Linked DNA regions of Columba livia: region 2 is linked to region 1. The links are chromatin contacts, called in public Hi-C maps. All regions are on one chromosome and are shown on one strand. The core of a region is the stretch at or near the end of the contact, and the rest is flanking DNA. Distances in the headings are between cores, read along the strand shown.

Evidence for each region. A called contact is a pair of places that touch in the nucleus more often than the background predicts.
Region 2: a Hi-C map of liver shows a contact between it and region 1, with 2.9 times the contacts expected there. The contact joins two enhancer-like sites. A contact is called at or near these places in 2 of 2 Hi-C or Micro-C datasets (crop and liver).

Annotation. Positions count from the first base shown.
Region 1 is chr16:413,396-418,081 of bColLiv1.pat.W.v2, reverse strand. It overlaps SULF2 (sulfatase 2), which reads left to right. Exons shown (of 23, transcript XM_065031731.1): 16 at 1-6; 17 at 647-706; 18 at 1,120-1,289; 19 at 1,714-1,856; 20 at 2,069-2,192; 21 at 2,878-2,908; 22 at 3,201-3,257; 23 at 4,305-4,686. The coding sequence ends at 4,335. Among named protein-coding and RNA genes, the nearest start is that of NCOA3, 70 kb to the right of the region's middle. Within about 2 kb of position 1,496, at least 1 of the 3 cell types and tissues checked has an H3K27ac peak away from gene starts, as active enhancers do.
Region 2 is chr16:557,502-562,145 of bColLiv1.pat.W.v2, reverse strand. No RefSeq gene overlaps it. Among named protein-coding and RNA genes, the nearest start is that of SULF2, 50 kb to the right of the region's middle. Within about 2 kb of position 3,350, at least 1 of the 3 cell types and tissues checked has an H3K27ac peak away from gene starts, as active enhancers do.

The sequences.
Region 1 (4,686 bases), core at 247-2,746:
GCTCAGGTATTTCTTGCGCACTCGGGAGCCACTGTTTGAGTGCGCGGCGGTGGCGGTGCCCCCCCAGGAGGGCTCAGGACCCCCGGGTGCCGCGGTGCTGGCTGACGCTGCTCCGTCGGCCGCGCGGGGGAGGAGCTGGGCAGCCGTCTGGCCGCCTCCTGCGCCCTCCCTATCCGAGCGCGTAGGCACCACCGTCCCGTGCATCCTGTGAAAGTTTTCCTGGAACGTCCAGGTAGTGATAATGGGGAGAACAAACAAAAACCCCAAACAAACACCAACCCTACCAAGTACACCTGGTATTGAAATTCTTTCATTCAGAAGGAAAATGACAGGAAGATGCTTGTCATCTTATCATCTGAACAAATTAGTGAGTATTTAGTTGAAGAAATGTTGTAATTGAGTTAAAAGTCTATTGATTTTAATCTGCCCCGTGTAGGGGAACAAGAACCAATGACAACTAACGTTGGAAATTGTAGCTGATCCGTATTGCAGCGTCACGGGGCTGCTTTGCGCTCCCCACATACCCCGAATGAATGAATTGAAGCGACACTGCATTAAATCTGCTTCAGATCCAGTGCAGAAGTGTGCTGTGAACAGGAGTGTTGTCTCTCTGTTGTTCATCAACAATGCTGGTTTTATTTTCCAGTTACCATTCAAAACACAGGAGCAAACTGAGGCACAAGGGATCCAGTCTTCATCCTTTCAAGTAAGTGAAAAAGGAAATACAAAGAAGTGAACACAAGGTCCATGCACACAAGTTACAAACTAAGCAAGAGGGGCAGTATTTCATTTATCCTGTATTCAAGAGAACAAACACACAGGACAGGGCAGGGAACGAAGTCTTTGTTGAAATGCCTGTAAACTCTGGATATAAGGTACCTGGTTTGGAAGTGTCACATCGCAGACTTCAGGCAAGCCTGTAAGCCTCTTTGGCTTCATTTTTTTTCAGTGCCATTGAATTGCACTGAATTCCAGAACCATTTGGAAGAGAAACCATTTGATTAAAACATACCAGTTCTTCCTTTCCCTCACAGGCACTTATTTTATTAGCTGCTTCGTTTTTTTAGGTGTGTTCAAGTCTAACAGAGTCTGCATGACACTCGTGTTTCATGTGTGCAGGAAAGCCCTACAGGAGAAGGACAGGCTGTGGCTGCTCAGAGAGCAACGGCGGAAGAAGAAGCTGCGCAAACTGCTGAAGAGAATAAAGAACAATGACACGTGCAGCATGCCCGGTCTGACCTGCTTCACCCACGACAACCAGCACTGGCAAACCGCTCCGCTCTGGACACGTAAGGACACGGGGAGCCGCGGCCGCGCGCCGGGTTACGAGGAGTTACCTGTTCCGCTACGCAGCCTTCCGCATACTGAGCGATCTGGGTGTGTGTTGGCGTTATCCTTGCGCAAAAGGCAAGGCAGTTAAATGAAAACCGCTTGCAGATAAGAACCTGCAGGTATTGCGTGTAGCACAAACGTGCGCAGTATCCCCGCGTCCGGACGGCTCCCGGGGAGAGCGGACGGAAGCAGCGGGTGCTCGGCCAGCGCTGCCGCCTGGGCCGGGCGCGCAGAACCAGCGCTGGGACGTGTTCTCTGCTTCGGAGCCCGCGGGGAGAGAGGAGCTGTCTGTGGATACGCAATGCCAGAGACAAAGATGATCGTCACAGCGCCTCGAGACAGCGGCATGCAGCTCATGTTCTATAACTCTTCAATTTGCAGTGGGCCCTTTCTGTGCCTGTACCAGCGCCAACAACAACACGTACTGGTGTCTGAGGACAATCAACGAGACCCACAACTTCTTGTTTTGTGAATTTGCTACTGGATTTTTGGAGTATTTTGATCTCAATACCGATCCATATCAGGTATGTGATCACGGAACAGCTCTCATTGTTCCTTACTGATGATAAGGTGAAGTGGTGCGGGATTGGTGCAGGACGTATTCTAGATAGGCCTGATCATTGAACGTAGTATGATTTACTTCTTTCCTGTTACAAGTAAACCACATGTATTCCATATACGAAAGTTACCAAACTACCGAGCACTAGTTACTAACAGGAACCCCTGTCTATCGCAGCTGATTAATGCGGTGAATACGCTCGATAGAGACGTTCTCAATCAACTGCACGTCCAGCTCATGGAACTAAGAAGCTGCAAAGGGCATAAACAGTGCAACCCAAGAACCAGGAGCATGGATTTGGGTAAGTGCCGCTCCCGTTACACTCAAGGAAACGGGTTCTTACTTCAGTATAAAACGTATTGGTCAGAAGGATTGCAGTGTTTCTTTGTACTGGAATGTCCTGCCGAGGCTGATGGCTGCATGCTCCGTGTTTTATATTTGCTCAATTTGTGCCATGTAATGTTTCTTAAGAATAATACTTCAGTAGTGTAGTGAGGATTATTGCCAAGATGTATTTCTTTCTAAATTGCATTTCTTATACCCTTTAGTACAATTAAGCTGACATACGAAATGCTATTTTCGAGAAAATCATAACCTTTAGAGCTTCAACACCTCCACCCAAAAATGCTGTTATCTGAGTGCGACAAAGCCCAAAATATTGTTTCGGGTCTTATTTAATATGTGCACCATGTAGAACTGTACATTTTGAAATCAACAGGTTCTGGCATTTAAATACACCACTGAAGGACATTTACAGAAAAGATTCAAACGTATCTATCCCAATTTACAACCTGTTTTACCTAGAATAAGGGATTAAATACAAAAAATAGCAGCTCCAGTTGACATGTGTGGAAATACTTGTCACGGCAATACACATTAATCTGTTAACATGCTTAGGTCTTTTAAAGAACTGTGCCTTACCCGATACTTTATTCTGCTGCAGGCAATGGTTTGGTTAGTAATGTCATTCATTTTTCCCCATCTAGGACTTAAAGATGGAAGCTACGAGCAATACAGGTACATTCTTTTAAAGTTAAATTATTATGCTTAAGTACCACCTTGGTGCTAAAGGAGCGAGGAGCAAGGGGTTGGGAACCTCAGGACAGACGCGGCCCGGAACGGCGTTCGCAGGCTGTTTCCACCCGTTATTTGGAGCGCCAGCGTTATTTCTGTTCCGACGCTACAGCATGTTCTAATCTGGGTCAAAATTCAGGCTAAACTTGTCTCCTTCCTCATCTTCCAGACTGTGGCGCTGGTGGTTTGCTTGGTGATGGTTAACTTTTTTCTCCTTTTGCTGCTTGAAAATTAGGCAGTTTCAGCGTCGAAAGTGGCCAGACGTGAGGAGACCATCGTCTGCCAAGTCACTGTGAGTTGGGAGCAGGGAATGAAAAGCATTCAGCTTTCGCTGCCCTGTCCTTCCCTCGCTTCTCCCTTTGCATGCAGCGCTTTTCTAACAACCTTCTATTCTCATGGGATGCTGGAGTGGGAAATCTTGTAGATTATGCAAGAAATACAATGCTGCCATCGTTACAGGGAACTGCTGCGGTACAGCAGCTCGGGGTGGACGTTTTCTGGGAACGCAGGAGCAGTAAGGTCAGGGCAGTTTCCACCTTGAGCGAAGGCGGGTGCTCAGGTGAAGAAGTTCTGGTTGACTGCCGGTAAAAACTTGGAGACCGTGGTGCTGGTTTTGCCTAAATTTCAACCTGTAGCAGCCACCTCGTGGTCTCTGCCAGAAAGAGCAGAACTGATGGGAATTTCTTAGAGAGAATGCAATATATTTTCTTGCTTTATATGCAGAAAAAAAGCAAGTTAGAACAGCAAGCAGACTACAAGACAGATCTGTACATTTTGTTTTATTCTGATTTTATAGTAAAATCCAAGATTGCTGTTTGCTTACGTAACTGCCCTTTACATCTTGAAGACGATGTTCAGTTCTCGACTTTCCAGAGCCCAAGGGCGAGATACAGATTTAAAGACAGAGTGCCCTTTGCCGCACCGGTCACTGGCGCTCAGTCTCCCCTTCAGCAGCGGGTCGAGGCTTCTGTTCATTACAAATCATACGGTGCTTTCAAATTGAGTGATGAAAAAAATATGTACAGGTGTGTTAGTTGGCACAGCACAGCGTTCTCACCTTGCCAAGGGGTTTGCTCCTGCAGTGGTGACTCTTGAGTCTAGCTGAAGAGATCCAGGAGTGGCTTTAGAACCAATCAGAATTAATGAGAGAAAAGTTTTGTACGGGTTGAAGTTCAGACACGGCTGGATTGTTGCTGTGATTGACACACCTGCTCTATTTGTATGGCTGCTCTGCAGTGTTTCAGTTGGTTTTGTTCCTGCATAGAACCATTAAAAATATATTTCTAACCCCTTCCTACTGCAATGTTATACACTGAATTGTGTTTGTTTTATCTTAAAGAGGACAACTGTGGGAAGGATGGGAGGGCTAAGCCCCCCCGGCCGCCGCTCCACGAGGACACAAACCGCCAGCACCTGAGTCCATGTACAGACCGAATGGAGCCGTGTTTGACCTCGGAAGGAAGGACACTGGCAGCCGGAGGGCTGGGTAAACTTTGAGGCTGAAATAGATAGAATGTTTGCACTGGTGAGTGAATTAAATAGATGCAATGAAATCTGGGAAACGCTGTCAAAATTACAGGTCTCTGAAATCCACTATTGTACCTGCTTTTTGCTTTGGATGATACCTCACCTGCTCCACAATGCATTTTGCTCCAAGGACAGCACTGACAGCCCGGGCCAGGGCAGAGCAGAGCAGAGCAGAGCGCGCACGGACAGCGAGG
Region 2 (4,644 bases), core at 2,101-4,600, 140 kb before region 1:
CAACACCCGGCACACGCAGCCACCACCAAACCCGCAGTCCTGGAGCAGCTGGGCTGTACGCGCCCGTACCTCCCAGGACCAAATACTGAACAAGTTACTCAGATTATCCATTTCCAGCTCAACTGAAAGAAAGCAATAAACCTCATTCTGACACTTCTGAACTGACCTGAACTGTCCCTACCCTGCTCCGTGTGTCCTCACCAACGCTCTGTGCTGCCGGACACCTTTTCCTCCGATTACTGTCCCACGGCCGGTAACAGACCCAGCAGCCGCCCCTGGGCCGCGGGAACAGCAACGTCACCGCTGCTCTTCCAGCCGCCCTGGAGGAGCCGAGCCCCGGCAGACGGGGACGCTGCTGGGAGAAGCCCCCGCGGAGCTCCTCGCATCGCTCTGGCAGTCCTGAGGCGCCGTTTGACAAACACTCCTCCATGCCAAAATAATGACTCATTTGGTAAAATGTCAATTAATGCCCTGCAGAGTCTGCAAAAAAATAGGTCTGTTTTTAATGAATTAGGATTAAAATTAGTAACTAATGTTTGAATCAAGTGATTATTATTTTCTTGATCCTGCTTAAAATTAGATTTGGTTATAGGCACTTTGAAGGCAATGAGCAAGGAATCATTATTATTTAATCAGCTTTAAATTGCTTACATAATTACTTACATGAGTGACGTATTTCCATCTTGAGATAATTAAAAATAATTAGTATGGCTTTATCACAGTTTTAATGTGCAAAAATCAAATTCATATTATTACTGGTGCTTGAATACTTGTGCTTTTTTGGATTGAATTTATCTGCAAATTATTGCAGGGAAGTTAATGAAGCTGCCACATGGATGCCTCGCTTGGAAAGAGCGATTGCAAAGGATGCGCCATTTATCACTGATCCCACACCAACTCAGCTCTGTTTTATTTTTCGGGGGGTTTATTAAGGTTTTCTGAAAGAATAATTTATTTTGCTTGCTCTGGTGTAAACAAAAAGTAGAGTCCATAAATTCAACGGAATCCCAATGCTCCTGAGCATATCTAGCACAAGCCCAGCAACGATGGGCAGGTGGGAGTGGGGACTGAACACTCACCGAATTCTCGCCTGTCCCTGCCCTGTCTCCCCAACCTCCAGGCGTTCTCTCGTGGTAGCAGAGCATCGTTCAAGGCCTGAAAGCCTTGGCTCACACAGGAAGGCAAGATCAGGAAAATAGTTGAAGTACTTTTACATTTTAAAGCAATCTAACTCTAGAAGGCAACTTAATTGCCTTTTAAAGCAATTTAACAGATGGAGATGAAAAGGAGGAGCCAGTATAATGTCATTAACCAGAAGTGCTTTATAGACCACATTTATTAATATTTCTCATTAGAGAATTACACTGGGGTTTTGAGATGCCGTCTAGACCACGGCGGTGCTTCACTTATTTTTATAAAGGCGAGATAACTAGGAAGTTCAGAAGAGAAGTTTGTCAGCTGTTCGGGATCTTCGGGGTGTTGACACTACTCTGATTTAGCACCACGTTCCCGCGGCTCCAGCACGGCGTCACAGCCGCGGCTCCAGCACGGCGCCGCGCTCACCCGCGATCTCGCTGCGCCTGCCCCGGCTGCTGCGGGATGCCCACCTGGGACATCGTGCCGCAGGGCGATGAGCTTCCCCTGCCGTGCTCAGGAGATCCCTGTAACAACGACCAGCCCCGGGCTCGGACCAAACACTCGCTCTGTTCTCCTCTGACTGCAGCTGCCGAGTAGCTTGCAATCATATTGAAATGTATTTATGTCCACAGCATCCCTATAAAGCAGGAAGCACTATTTCCTCTCTGTACAGCTGGGAAATAAGAAGATCTCAGAGGTCCAATTCTATCTGAAATGACTGCATTAAAATTGTAGAAAGACAAGAAACAAACGGTACTTTTCAGGAAGGATGGGTATGATCAGCACTACACTTCTCCGATCTGGCTTGGGATGTGCCAGGACTTGTTCACCAATGGTGTGAAAAAATTTCATATGATAAAATGTTATTTAGGATTATGAAACCCAAAGGCAATAGAAAAGAGCTGCGGAAGAATGCTGCAGTAATGACTGCTGAAAGGATTAAATGGCAACTAAAATTCACTATCAGTAACTGCAGAGTATTGGTCACACATAAAACAGGCATTAGGCAATGGATGTACAATGAGAGGTTTTAGATTTGATACGCTTTGGAAAAGCTTTGTTGGTTCTTGTGGCCCATTCTCTGCAAACAGCAGTTCAGAGCGCCCTGGCAACCGCAAAGAAACAACAGAATCATTAGGAAAGGACAAGAAACCATAGCAGAAAACCTTATTAATTCTATGGTGCCCCCGAGTCTTAAACGCTCGAAGAGTTATTGTTAGGACTCAGGCCCCGCACACTGTGGAGGCACCTGAGGAGGTGCCGGGGAGCGGCGACGCGCGGCGTGGGTGTCACGGAGCCGCCCGCTCCACGTCCCGCAGCCGCTGCGCCCCCGGGAAGCTGCCGGGTGGGCAGCACCGGGCTTCCCCACCGCCCCCCCCGGGCTTCCCCACCGCCCCCCCCACCCCGGGCTTCCCCACCGCCCCATCTCCTCCGGTCCAGGAGTTTTCTCCATTCAAAATATCTGTTTGGAATCTGCCTTAACTATCACAGTCTGGTCCTAGAGTGACTAAAAAAGCCATTGGAAACTCCAAATTTTTAGCTTCATTCCTCATTACCAGGTAGCTTTTATTCATGGATACTCAAAATTGTAAAATACATCAAATCTCATGGAAATACCAGCATTGGGCAGCAAGTAAAACCCCTGCTGTTTCCAACAGCCTTTTCCAGACATCAAAGCAGGCAGAGGGAAAGTCTTAATGACAAGTAGCCACAACTCACAAAACTCCACTCCCAGGTACTGCGTCTCTTTTGATAAAGGTCCCAGGAAACGTCCCAACTTCCAATCAGCAGTGGAATTAAAGCTACAATTTCATTAGTTTCCAGTTTCTCACTTTAACCCTGTGTTCCATTAGATTCACCCCAGTCAGCACTCAGAACAAATTGCATTTCGGAAGATTAACTAAGTCAGATGGTAAGGCTAAGTGCACGATCTGTTCTCTCTCAGCAATCACTTACAGCTCATCAGCTCCTGCAATAAAACACGCGACAGGTCCGCTCTCTGACGGAGCAGGGGTAAGAGGGATGGTATGTTTTCATCACCTGATTTTTTCCCTTTTCCACAAAGCAGTGAAGAGCACAGGACTGCCACAGGGAACACTGACACTTTCATTTCCTGATTGAAAACACTGTAAGAGATGATTGCTGCACAAAACCACATCAGGATGCATTTTCTCCTGTTTAAGCCACCTTCCTTACAGGAAGAACGATCATTTGATATTAAAATTAAAATCACCGCTAAGGGATCGATAGCTAATCCTACAGATGAATCACAGCAACAGTATCTAAAATGCCTTTGGCTAATTCTCTTTAAAAGGCGCCTCCACTGAAAGCAGCGACAGTCCAGTCCGTATAAGGGAAGGAGAAGTCGGCTCTGCATTCAGATCAACCCTGCAGTAAGTGCTACAGGATGATTTAACACAGGATGCTGTAGAACAGAGACAACAATACACCAGATTGTAAAGAAAAAAAACAGATTGTAAAAAAAAAACCAAAACACACAAAGTCCTTTATCCTGAAAGCCCCACAGACTGTCCAGTGGGGAGGAAGGGACTGCGGCACTTCATTGAAAATGTGAATGGAAACTATGAATAAACAAATATAAGATTAATGTTGCTCCTAGTCTTGCTGCTGAGGAAGAAGTGCCAGCTTCTGGCCAAAATTCTTCTTGCATGTGGAGTCCATGGAGAGATACACATAGCACAGGTAACCGACTCGTCTCTACTCACATGTTACACCAAGGACGGAACCGCACACAAGTCTCAGACTGGTCAGGGAGCACGGGACCCGCTGCCGCCGGGACCCGCTGCCGCCGGGACCCGCTGCCGCCGGGACCCGCTGCCGCCGGCCGGCGCGACGCGTTCTGTTCTCGCAGCGGCCAGACTGACGGGGTACGGGGTACAACGGCCCGGCCCGGCCCGCACCGCCCCGCCGGGCGCCCCCGGGCCCGCCGGCCAGGAGGGGGCGGTAATGCCCTTCGCCAAACAGGGAAGCTCGGAAAGACTCAGAAAGGCAGACAGGGCGTTCAGGGGAGGGGGAGGAATCTAGAAAACAGCCTGCTGGAGCAACGCGGATAAAATGACACTGCAGGTAACGGAATACAGCTGAGCTCTTTTAACGTTTCTGTGACTATTTTCATGATTTCTTTGATGTCTGAAAGAAAGACAAATTATTGGAAAGATATACAGCCCCCAGAGCTTTCAGTTAGGTATTATTTTTAGCACTAATCACATCTGCATATTGCAGAAAGAACAACACATTTCCAGCTGGCATTCAGCAGCTGTATGTTAATGTTATTTGTGAAAATATGCTCAAAACCTTGTACATTAGAAATCTCAATTCAAAAGATATATGGTGATTTTCACAACCAAGAACCCGGCAGAGTAAGGGGAGGAATGTACCATCCCCTCGAGCACTCAAGAGTTAACTTCTCAGAAGTGGTGGTGAACTTTCCTGGCAAACCACTCACAGAAGCTCCCATGAGAAACACTTTTTACATCAAATATTCAT